2 separate regions of the Mus musculus genome follow, and region 1 is linked to region 2. A link is a contact called in public Micro-C data. All regions are on one chromosome and are shown on one strand. Each heading gives the region's core, a stretch centred on a gene start, on an enhancer-like site or on the middle of the called end of the contact. The rest is flanking DNA. Distances are from core to core; before and after follow the strand shown.

Region 1 (5,225 bases), core at 844-3,343, 220 kb after region 2:
AGAAAGAAACGCTTTCCAGATGTTTAAATAAGATTTGCCGAGTCTCCACCTCTTTCATGAGAATCCTCTACTGACATTCCACGGGGGAAGCTGGAGCCTGCGCTCCCCTCCCACTCCCACCAGGCCCCATCGCACCTCCCCCTCTCTCATCCCTTCAGTTTCCCTAGGTGCGCATTTTGCTTAGTCAGCCTTTCATGTCGTAACTAAGACTACTACGCAAGTCCGGTTCGCAACCTTGACTGCGCATCCTTCCTAGCGTCTTCTCGTGGCTTATTTCCTTGCAGTTAACAATTACTTTACTTGCTTGCTTTGTTTTCTCTAAGTGCATGAAATTTCAACAAAACGCTTCCACTGGCATTCAGACGTGCATGACTTAAGTCTGGGCCTCACGTCTGTAGTCCCAGCTTCGTAGCTGGCTGAACTGGGCTTACAGCTTGGGCAGGCAACATAGCAATAACCCATCTCAAAAAGAATAAAAAAGCTGTAGGATTTAGTTAAAGCTTTGTTTATTCACTTACTAATTTTAATAGTAAAACGATTGGAGCAAATTAAAAAAAAAAAAAATCAAGGATGGGTAATGAGATAGCTCAGCAGGTAAAGACTCCTGCAGCCAACCCTGGGAATCCAAGCTGGATTCCCGGGACAGTGACAGGAGGGAACTGACCCCTCCAAGTTGTCTTTTGACTTTACATGCCAGCGCTACGCTTTTGAGACTGAATAGCCCTGAGCTTGCTGTATAGGTCAGGGAAGGGGGGGGGCAATCCTGCCTCAGGTGGAGGTTAGAAACAAAATATTTACTAACAAACACCTAGTTAAAGTCATCACTCTGCCCATGTCATTATATGAACGGCAAGGGATGACCGTAAGGAAGCACTTGATTTATGCGAAAGTAAACACTAAACTGCAGCCAGTAAAATGTTTCCCTTACACAGGAGACAGCTGCAGTGTGGCAAAGAGTTGAGAAGCCTAACCCAGACAGGCGTGGCTTGGCTAGAGCAGGACCTGAGAATTCAACCAATCACCGCTTGCCCCGCCCTACCCCGCATCAAGTCTGCATAAAAACACTGGTACTTTCTGTCTTTACAGCTTGGTGATGTTCAAACTCAGCAGCGTACTGGGGTGTACAGAACTCCGCCTACAAGCCCTCAAAGGGGTTTTTTCTTCAGCCACCTTTCCATTCAGAAAATGACCAGCACCAGAAACAGGCTCTGGACTCTTGTTGTCCGGCAAACACAGTGCCTGCACGGCTGCCTTTCTAGGGAAACCTGGAGAAACTGAATAAAACTATCTAGAAAGTTAAGCATGCGCAGGCCAAAGGGACTTTTGTTTCCAACCCTCGTGGCTCCTTAAGATCCAAGCTGTGGGACTGAGAGTGGCTCAGTGGTTAAGTCCTTGCATGCAAGCACAAAGCCTTGGGTTTGATTCCCAGCACCCCATATACCCCAGCAGGGCGTTGCATAGCGAATCCCCGGCACTGGGAAGGTGAAGGCCGAGTATCAGTTGTTGAAAGACGACTTTGGCTATATAGTTTAAGGCAAGCCTGGGATACACGAGACTCTGCTCTCACACCCGGTCAAATGACCCAAACTGGGATCTCACTCCATCCTATCACCCCCAGGATCCGGGCGGGAACCACGCACCGACACGAGCGGGACGCGCAGGTGAGCCCCCTGCAGCCGGTTGAAGGTGGGGAACGTGCTCCAGGCGAGGAAGGCTTCAGGCTCCGGCCCCAGGAGAGCCACGAGCAGCACTTGGTGCTGGAAGCGCACGTTCGGCTGCTCCTCGTAGCTGCTCCGCTTCAGCCAAAACCCTGCGGGAGACAAGGCGGGTTGGGGGGAGCCAGGTTAGGATTGCCGGCCTGGGCCCGCCGGCCGCGCCGTGTGGCCCTCCAGGCCCGGGCAGGCTCACCGTGGCTCCGGAAGGCCACCAGCAGCGGGGGGATGTAGGTGAGCGCGGTGGTCAACAGCAGGAAGAGCGCGGCCTTGGAGCAGAGCCCCGCGCGGTAAGCGCGCTCGATTGGGTGAGAGAAGAGATGGTACAGCGCCATGAGCGCAGGGCCGCAGCGCCGAGTCTCCACGGCAACCGACGGCGGGCAGAGGAACCAATAGCAGGCATGCAGGCCTCTAGAAGGGGGTGGAGCTAGCAGGAGGAGGGTCCTGTGTTAGTGCTGTGCCTGCGCGTCTCTTCAAGAAGGCAACTGTATGGGCTGGTGAGATGGCTCAGCCGGTAAGAGCGCTGACTGCTCTTCCAAAGGTCCTGAGTCAAATCCCAGCAACCACATGGTGGCTCACAACCATCCATAATGAGATCTGACGCCCTCTTCCGGAATGTCTGAAGACAGCTACAGTGGTGTACTTACATATAATAAATAAATCTTAAAAAAAAAAAAAAGAAAGCAACTGTAATGATATTTTCACTCACCAAAGTCTGTGTCAATTGTACAAAATCAGACGTGCATAGATGTTGACATCACCCCATAGATCATCTATTAACTCATGACATAAGGATGGTTGATGTAGCTTAGTTGGTAGAGGGCTAGCCTACTATACAGGAAGCCCTGAGTTCATCTCCAGCACTTCATTAAACCAGGCACCTTGGCCCACATCTGTAACACTAACAACTCTTCAGGTGAAGACAGAAGGATCAGAAGTCCAAGGTCATCTTTAGCTACATTGTGAGTTTGAGACCAGCCAGAGATACTGGAGACTTTGTTTCAATGCAAAAACTCCATTGAGGTTCATACTGAAGTCGGGACATTCCTATAACAAGGCCACCGTCCTAGAACCAGGTACTTTTGTCTTCAAGGTTAATGCTTTCACTATGCCCCATAGCAGGAAAGATAGAAAACAGGAAACAAACCCCCTGATTATTTAAAGGTTAGAACAAAAACAAAAAATAAAAGGCCGGGCGTAGTGGTGCACGCCTTTAATCCCAGCACTCAGGAGGCAGAGGCAGGCGGATTTCTGAGTTTGAGGCCAGCCTGGTCTACAAAGTGAGTTTCAGAACAGCCGGGGCTACACAGAGAAACCCTGTCTCGGAAAAAAAAAAAAAAAAAAAAAGGTTAAAGGGTATTTTACTAAATGGCTCCTTCTGTTGTACTTTGTTAGCTATAAACACTGATACTGTCTTCCCCAAAGTTAGCATTAGCTGATCACTTAGGTAAATACTAACACCAATATCTTAACATGGAAGACAGATTTTTACCTGTTTGGAAGTAGGGTCTTACTATGTAGCCTGTGCTGGCCCTCAATTCTCCTTTCTCCAGGTCCTCTGCAAGAACAATCGGTGCTCTTAACAATTGGGTCATCTCTCCAGCTCCCACCATCTATCTTAATTCTGGAAAGGCTGTCCTCTGACCTCTACATGCCTGTCATGGTGCTCATCTGCATCTATGCACAAATAATGAATAAGTAAATGTAGTGTAACATGTAAGTAAGCTGGAGAGGCCGGTTTTCCAGAGGATCAAGGTTTGACTTTCAGCACCCACACAGGGGCTCAGAGCCAACTGTAACTCCAGTCCTAGGGGATCCAACAGCTTCTGTGGGCACTGCAGACACATGGTCCATAGACACACACGCAGGCAAAACACCCAAACACATGTAGTTAAAATAAAGGTGTTGGCACACAGCTTTGATCCCAGTGTTTAGGAGACAGAGGCAGTCAGATCTCTGAGTTCTAGGCCAGCCTGGTCTACAGAGTGACTTCCAGGACAGCCAAGGCTACAATGAAAAACCTTGTCTCAAAAAATAAATAATAATAATAATAGGAAATATAAATGTATTTTTAAATTAAAAAATAAAAACTGTGCTTAAATAACCGTTTTGGAATGGCTGAATGTAATGTAGATTCTTTGTGGTGGTTGTTCTCTGAGTAAGAGAATGTTTGCCTCCAAAGAGTCGACAGAAGGAAACATACACTGTCGCTAAGTCACCGGTGAGACAGGGAGGTGACTGTTACGAATTTAGAAGTATAAAATGGTTTAGCCTTAGCTGGGTGTGGTGGTGTATACCTTTATTCCCAGCACTGGGGAGGCAGAAGCAGAGACAGAGGGAGGTGGATTTCTGTGAGTCCCAGACCAACCCAATCTACATTGTGTTCTCCTGTCCCTGAAGTTTGCCTCAAAAGATGATAAAGTCATTTCCTTCCAACTATGTATTTCAGATGGGAGTAGGGGGTTCATACCTGAAATCCTAGTGTTTTGAAGGCTGAGACAGGAGGATCAGGTGTTTAAGGCCAAGCTTGGCTACAAAGCAAGCCTGAGGCCAGCCTGGGCTACATGAAACTAGCACAACCATCCAAGCCAGGCTGGTTCAGTAGGAAAGAACACTGGCAGCATAAACAGGAGCTCAGGAAAAAGCCAGATCAGGATGTGTGTGCCTGTAATTTCAGGATGGCTGGGGCTTTTGGTGACTGCTAGACTAGCTCCAGATTCAATAAGAAACCCTGTCTCAGAGGAATAAATGATGTGTGGTAGGGAGAGACCCCTGATATCCTACTGTGACCATCACATCTATACACGTGGGCACAGGCATCCACATACATGAATGTATAAACCACAAGCATAGGAATTCAAGTCCAGTCTTGGCTATATTGTCCTGGGATACACACACGAGACCTTGGTCATAAACAAAATTAAAGAAAACATCCAAACAGCATCACCACCAACAGTAAAAACAAACAAACAAACAAACAAACAAACAAACAAACAAACAAAACGGAATGGAACCCTTAGTTCTTTTTGTATCCACCACAGGAGCTCCTCCTTGGAGTCTTGGGTCAGGTTAGCACTCCTGCCTCAAGACTGGCCAGCATTTCTTTTGCCTAGTCACTTCCTAGTTCTTTCCTTGAGCCTGTATTTTCTTTCCTTGGCTTTGTGCTGGCCCCTGGCTGTCTTACACTGTCCATGTCTGCCTCTGTCTCCATCATCCTAAGTCCATCCTGCCTGACTTAATGGTCTGCCATGATGGTTGATCTACCTCCTACTGCTCCACTCACCTCCTCCGTTTGCTGCCCCCATGTAGAAGGCATCCAGTGCCTTAGAATATTTGAGAAAGCTAAATGCAATGACCAACACATGGATGCTTTAATGAAGGATGAACCAAAAGAAAAAAAGGTACCATCTGAGCAAATAAGACAGAAAGACATTGCTCCTCATCATAGTTGTCGTGGGACGTGCCTGCCTATTGGGTGATGAACAGTGGGTTTCTCCCTAGGAAGTGTACTTA
Region 2 (5,941 bases), core at 3,032-5,531:
AGAGGAGGCTTCTAAAGGGAGCAGCTTGGCCCAGGAGGGCTCCCTGGCACAGGATGCACTCACTCCACAAGGCCATGGCCCTCCTGGGATGGCTCCCGTACCTGAAATCAAACCCAACCTCTGCCCTTCGCCCACATACGCAGGTGGGATGCAGTTGTCTCTTCTTACCCACCTCCCCATTCCCCTTGTCTACTCCCCTGGACCCCAGTGTCTGTCTCCTTGGAATGACTACACCCAGAATGAGTTACATCTATGGCCACCACAGAAGCCCATCCCCAAGGCTTCTGGAGCCATCTGGTTAGCATTTCAATCCTCAGGGACATAGCCATGTTGATTATCAGTCCAAAAATGGGGCAAGATACAGGGAGGGCACTAGGGTTCACCAGTGGCCACTCCTGGAGTCTGAATTCCCTCTGACCACAGACCTCTGTGTGTGGGATGAGAGGGGGATTGAGGTATTAGGGTCCTCGCAACAACAGTAGCAGAATCAAGAGCTCTTGGCACTGGGCAGGGTGAACACCCACCTGCAGATGGACGTAGTCATAGTCCTCCATCCAACCCCCTTCACTGTTCTCATACTGGCCGTCTGGAGAGTCCTGGGAGGTGAACTTTGGAGGTGAGGGGAGAGGGCGTGACTGGATGCTACTGGCTTTATCAGTGGGGTTTGGGTGCAGGGAGCTGCTTCCCTCAGGCCCTGGGCCAGGGGCTTTGGTCCGTCTGAAAAGCAGCGAGGCATTGCCATGCAAAAAGGAAGCTAGCTGCTTGGCATCCTCGGGCACAGCCCGAGAGCAGGCCACCAGGCGGTCCAGGTCTTCCGGAGTGAATCCTGGACTTCCTCGGCCACTGTCAAGGACCTGACCGTGGACCACCAGTGTCTGGTACACATCCTCCATCTTCTGTAGTTGCCGGCTAAGCTTGGCATGCAAGGTGCGGTCAGAAGTGTGGGTGGCATTGCTCACAGCTCCGCGGGCGAACTCCAGGAGCTCATGGACTGCCCCGTGAACTGCCGCCACTGCGGCTTTCAGGTCCTGTGCGGGAGGCTCCTGAGGCTCAGAGGTACCACGCCAGCCCCCAGGCCCACTGGCACTGCCCACCAGGTCCAGAAGGTGGGCTACGGTGGTGCTCACGCCTTGCTGCAGCCGAGCCAGGGACTCCACAGCAACCTCCAGTTCCAGGGGCTCCCGGCCTGGCACCACCACCTCCAAGGAAGATGCCGATTGGCTGCTGCGCGTGCTGCCCGTGCTAGAGGCCGACAGGCGCTTGCCATCCGTTGGGGCCTCTCGCTCGGCTGGTGGGGGCACAGCATACACACCATCGTCAACTACACTCCCATCAGCCACCTCAGGAGGGAGCACGCGCTCGCGAGGCACGTCATACAGTGTTCCAGGGCCAGGCCGCCGCAAACCAGGGGGCACATCATAGAGGTCGGGAGCAGGGGGGGGCACATCATATACATCCTCAGCTGCTGGGGAGTCGGGAGGAGGCGCAGCAAGGATCAGTGGGTGTCGGGTGGGATCAAAGGGCTTGGGCTTGGCGAAGGCAGGAGGTACATCATAGGTTTCCTCACGCAGCAGTGGGCCATCGGGCACATCCTTGCTCACAGAAGGAGGAACATCATACACCTAGGGGACCAAGTACTGGTTAAGGCCTTTGTCCATCTGTCCAGCGATGGAACCGAATGCGAGACGCAGCTGGTGCACACATCGAGCATGAGTCGTAGCTACAACGACTATGTCAAGAGCCTAGCTCTGGGCTAGATGACTAATTCATTCTCTGTGCCTGGCTGTTCATCTAAAAGATGGGAAACTCCCCCACAGTATGAGGGCTGTTTGTGTTAGGTGTAGTGTCCACCTCTTACCTGCAGACACATAGGGGAGACTTGCTACCATACTGCCAACACTGCCTCTGCCATTCTCACCACATCACCTGGCCTCGCAGGAACTGACGGACTTCCTGTTCTTAGCACTTAGCTGGGCGTGGTGTTATAGCCCACTCGGCTCTTAAGACAACTCTACATGACTACTGGTCCCTTTCACATCCCAAGTGTCCTAGTTTGGAAGACAGATTTTGTGGTTTCTTTGCTCATTCCTCTCAGAGCATATAAAACGATAAGGCCTGGCAATGGGCCATTGTTTGAGGCGCAGAAGGGCAACTTTCTTCTTAAACTTAATTTATGTATTGTATGTGTATGTCTATGCACCACACACATGCCTGGTGACAAGAGGTCAAAAAGAAGCACTGGATCACCAGCGACTGCAGTTACAGAGAATAGCCAGACACTGTATGGATGCTGGGAACTGACCCTGGGTCTTCAAGAAGAGCAAACAGTGCTTTGACCACGGAACCATCTCTACAGCCTGGGCATTCATCTGTCCCTAGAGCAAGTAAGGGCAGAGCCAGGGTCTGCAGACAGCAGCCCAAGCCCCGTGCACACGCTCAGCCTTGCCCTCAGCATCAGTGATCCTTACCGAATGATGGCTGGACGAGAGCAGGCCTTTCTCCACACTAGGGGGCACGTCATACACATCCAACAATGGGTCTCGGCCATTGGGGCCTTTGACTGCCATAGGGGGCGTGTCATATACCTGGAGGGCACAAAAGAAGGCACAGTGACACACTATCAGGGGCACCTGGTCTAGTGGATACAGTGGGTCCCAGAAACCTAGAAACCCACCTTAGGGGCCTAGGCTGTGGCTGCTGTGCTACGCAGGCCTTGGCTAGGCTGAGAAAATGCAGCTCCCAGAGCAAGGCCAAGGCCCAGTCCCCACCCTCTCCCATGCCTCTGATCCCCAATGCTTACCTCCTGGCCATACTGGTTAGGAAGCAGTCCTCGAACAGGGGGCACATCATAGATGTCCTGGGGACCTGGGGCCAGCAGGTGGCGTGGGGTGTCGTACTCATCCTGCTCCGTCTGAGCGGCCTCATACACATAGCCCTGTCCCACTCGCGTAGGAACCACCACCTGGGAACAAACAGCCGGCCGTTGTCCCTCTGGCCCTAGGATCCACCCACAGGCCCTCAGGAGATCCCTGGAGAGGTGGGTCAGGCGGCTCTGCAAGGGTGGGCGTCGAGGCCCTGCTTCTCATTCCCTGGGAGCTCCTTTTCTGCAGTGAAATGCAGGGTTTGTGAAATTATAATGACACCCCTAGGTGTTGTTCAGAGCTCCCTGGTTCTGGGCCACGAAACAGGAAGTCTCTATGGTTGGACAACCCAGTAGATTCCACAGAATAGGGTGCAAGTATGGTTACACACAGTCGACAAAATGGAACAGGAAGGGTACAAAGACCTGGCTCCAGAGGCAATGCCAGCAAGCAAGGGGCAGCCTGCACTGGAGTCCTGAGCACAGCAGGACCCCATGTCAGGGCTCCTGTGTCATGCCTGTTGGTACATATGACCTGTTAGCTGCCCTGCCCCAGAAAGTTCTGCTCAGCACGAGAATGACCTAATCACCATCACCTCTAGACTCTGGAGGCAAAGAATGCTGCCTGCAGTTGTAGCAAGCAGCCTTCCCTTGCTCACAGCATACTTGGTGGGACTAAAAGACACACGGGGCTAGAATATAAGGTCAGCTACATGGCAAAGGGATTCTAAGTGGAACCACAACCCTATGCTCTCTGTACCCACACCCATGGCTGCCTTGCCCACCTGAAAGGGTAAGCCCTCAGTGGGAATCACTGGTCAGAGAGAGCCAGCCGCTTCCTCCCCAGGGCCTTGACCCTTGGATCCATGGCAAAGCTAGGGCTCTGTATGGAGAAGAAGCAGGGTCAGGAGGTATACTCTGGGATGCTCATACACTAACCCCAGACCATGCTGTCCCCTGACAGCAGCATTCAGCCTGGTAGGGATGGAAATGGGCCAGGCAGCCTCCCCCCCACAAGATTCTCCAGGCAGGCTCAGGGTAACCTCCCCCACGGGGCTCCCTGCTCAGCCTTCTCCACAGAAAGGCCTTTTGTTTTCTAATCAAAGGGGATGTCTGGGACAGGGCTGACTCAGGGCCTCCACACACACCCTGCCTCCTTCAGGCTTGACATCCTAGGAGCCAACTGAAGCTTCGGCAGGCACACGAGTGCCATCTCCCCGTTCCCAGCCCCCACACGGCACAGGGGCACTCAGCAGACCCAGGCCTGACAACCTCCCAGGCAGCACATTTGAGCTAGGCAGTTGACATTCAGGCCAGCTGGGCTTCTTTCTGGGCTCTCCTGGCAGACAGCCTGGCAGGCTGGTATATGCGCCACTGTAGCAGCTTCAGGGTCTCCTCTGTGTGGTGTCCCTAGCCACCAATAACAGGGCCTGGGGGCGGAGTTGCAGCTGCCTCTCCAGACTCATCTCCCTGCTCAGGCCCCAGCCTTGAGTCCCCTCCAGGGTTATTTTTAGATGTTGGAACCTGCCCATGGCAGAGCAGACTGGAGCTGGAGGGACGTGGCAGGTTAGAGAAGCCTGTGGCAAGGCCTGAGGCTTCTCTAGGCCCAAAGCTTCCTAGGTGGGAATTCAAACCCCAAAGGGGCAGACAGTGCACCTCTCAGAGGCAAGCCAGGAGCACCCCTGCCTTGCCAGCAGCCATCTGGGCCTTGTGTAGTCAGAGCTGCAAGCCCAGGCCAGAGGCTCTCACCTCAGCCCCCAGTGGTTAGTCTAACGTCAAAGGGAGCTCCTATTCCTACACCCGAGTCAGGTGACAGTAAGCAGCTATGTTGGCTAGCTAACATTTTTCCGTTAGGAATTTTCTGTTAGCAAAGGCTTCGCTACTGCTCAACAGAGAAAGCAGGGAAGAAGAGCAGCTCATTATGGAAATGGATTCATCAGAGAGCTCCTGAGCCCAGCTAATCACTACTCCACTGCTCTCTGCACCTGATGCCCCATTAGCAGGTCCTGGAGGGAGGACACAGACAGACACACACACAGACAGACAGACAGAACGCACGTTAGGCTGGGCTGGAGAGAGCTGTTTTTCTTTCTAGCCTATACCTCCCCACAAGTTTGAAGGAAGAGGAAGACTGAACCCAGAAGCATATCCCAGCTTGCTGGTTCTAAATGGGGATGAAACTTCCCGAGTAGCCCTGACTCTACAGGGATCAAGGCAGGAATCCAAGCAGCAGGAGTCAAGTAGGGGGAACAAAGACAAGAGGAGTCTCTCTTGGCTGTTCATTCTGGGTTGGGGCCCCACCCCTCCAGACAGTTTGGCTGCTTATCTTTCCCACTGCAAAACGGACAACATCTCCCGAGCACGCCAGCTGCTGGCTTGGTTGCTCACTCTCTGTCCCTCCTCTGGGAATGGAGTGCCAAAGGGACATCAAGGGGCCTGACAAGTGCCTACCTGGCTGAGCATCACCACCCTCTGCTGGCCAGGAGGTGCTGCTGCCCAGACAGACACACCTTAGTTACTTGCGTTTCTCTCCCCTGGCAAGCGTAGTTCCTGACCCAGGAACGTTCCTTCAAAAGTGGCCTTGCAGACAGACAGATGCCTTCCCTGCGTGTTTAGGCTCTGTCCCTCAGCCTTTGGCAGAGGCTCCTGGGGATTCTGGACCTTGCTTCCTCCACCTACACTGCAGATGGCCATTCTTCCAGGAACGAGCTCTCCCAGGTCCACCCTTATCATTTACTCCCACAGGTAATACACGCTATGGCACTGTCCCCTCAGCGCCTGGAACAAGGGGTCATAGTTTCACAGATACCAGAGGGCCAGAGGTTTTTGAAAGTAAGACCTGAAGATGTAGGCACAAACGTGTACATTAGGTGTGTGCCGCTATGCTCTTTGTAATAAAATCAAGCTGTACAATTTACAAAGAGAGAAAAAAAAGAAAAAGAAAAAGAAGAAGAAAAAAAAAAAAAGAAAAGAAAAGAAAAGAAAAGAAGCCAGGTGGTGGTGGCAGCACACACACACCTTTAGTCCCAGCACTCAGGAGGCAGAGGCAGGTGGATCTCTGAGAATTTGAGGCCAGCCTGA

The links. Hi-C and Micro-C count contacts between places; a contact is called where the count stands out from the background.
Region 1: a contact with region 2 is called in a Micro-C map of the HL-1 cell line, with 1.9 times the contacts expected there. The contact joins the promoter of Tmem231 here to the enhancer-like site in region 2. A contact is called at or near these places in 2 of 39 promoter capture datasets (cranial neural crest and embryonic stem cells), 5 of 484 Hi-C or Micro-C datasets (the HL-1 cell line, ganglionic eminence, group 2 innate lymphoid cells and 2 more), 8 of 115 datasets of contacts at active chromatin or transcription factors (bone marrow-derived dendritic cells, bone marrow-derived macrophages, embryonic forebrain and 4 more) and 1 of 9 other capture datasets (adipose tissue).

What each region holds. Positions count from the first base shown.
Region 1 is chr8:111,931,720-111,936,944 of GRCm38.p6, forward strand. It overlaps Tmem231 (transmembrane protein 231), which reads right to left and starts at 2,094. Exons shown (of 7, transcript NM_001033321.2): 1 at 1,909-2,094; 2 at 1,641-1,810. The coding sequence starts at 2,047.
Region 2 is chr8:111,712,815-111,718,755 of GRCm38.p6, forward strand. It overlaps Bcar1 (breast cancer anti-estrogen resistance 1), which reads right to left. Exons shown (of 7, transcript NM_009954.3): 3 at 2,801-2,962; 4 at 2,469-2,585; 5 at 525-1,622. Among named protein-coding and RNA genes, the nearest start is that of Ctrb1, 25 kb to the left of the region's middle. RefSeq lists an enhancer at 3,391-5,568. Within about 2 kb of position 4,282, at least 201 of the 459 cell types and tissues checked have an H3K27ac peak or open chromatin away from gene starts, as enhancers often do. A contact at or near this core is called in the HL-1 cell line, adipose tissue, embryonic forebrain and 5 more, where this site is marked.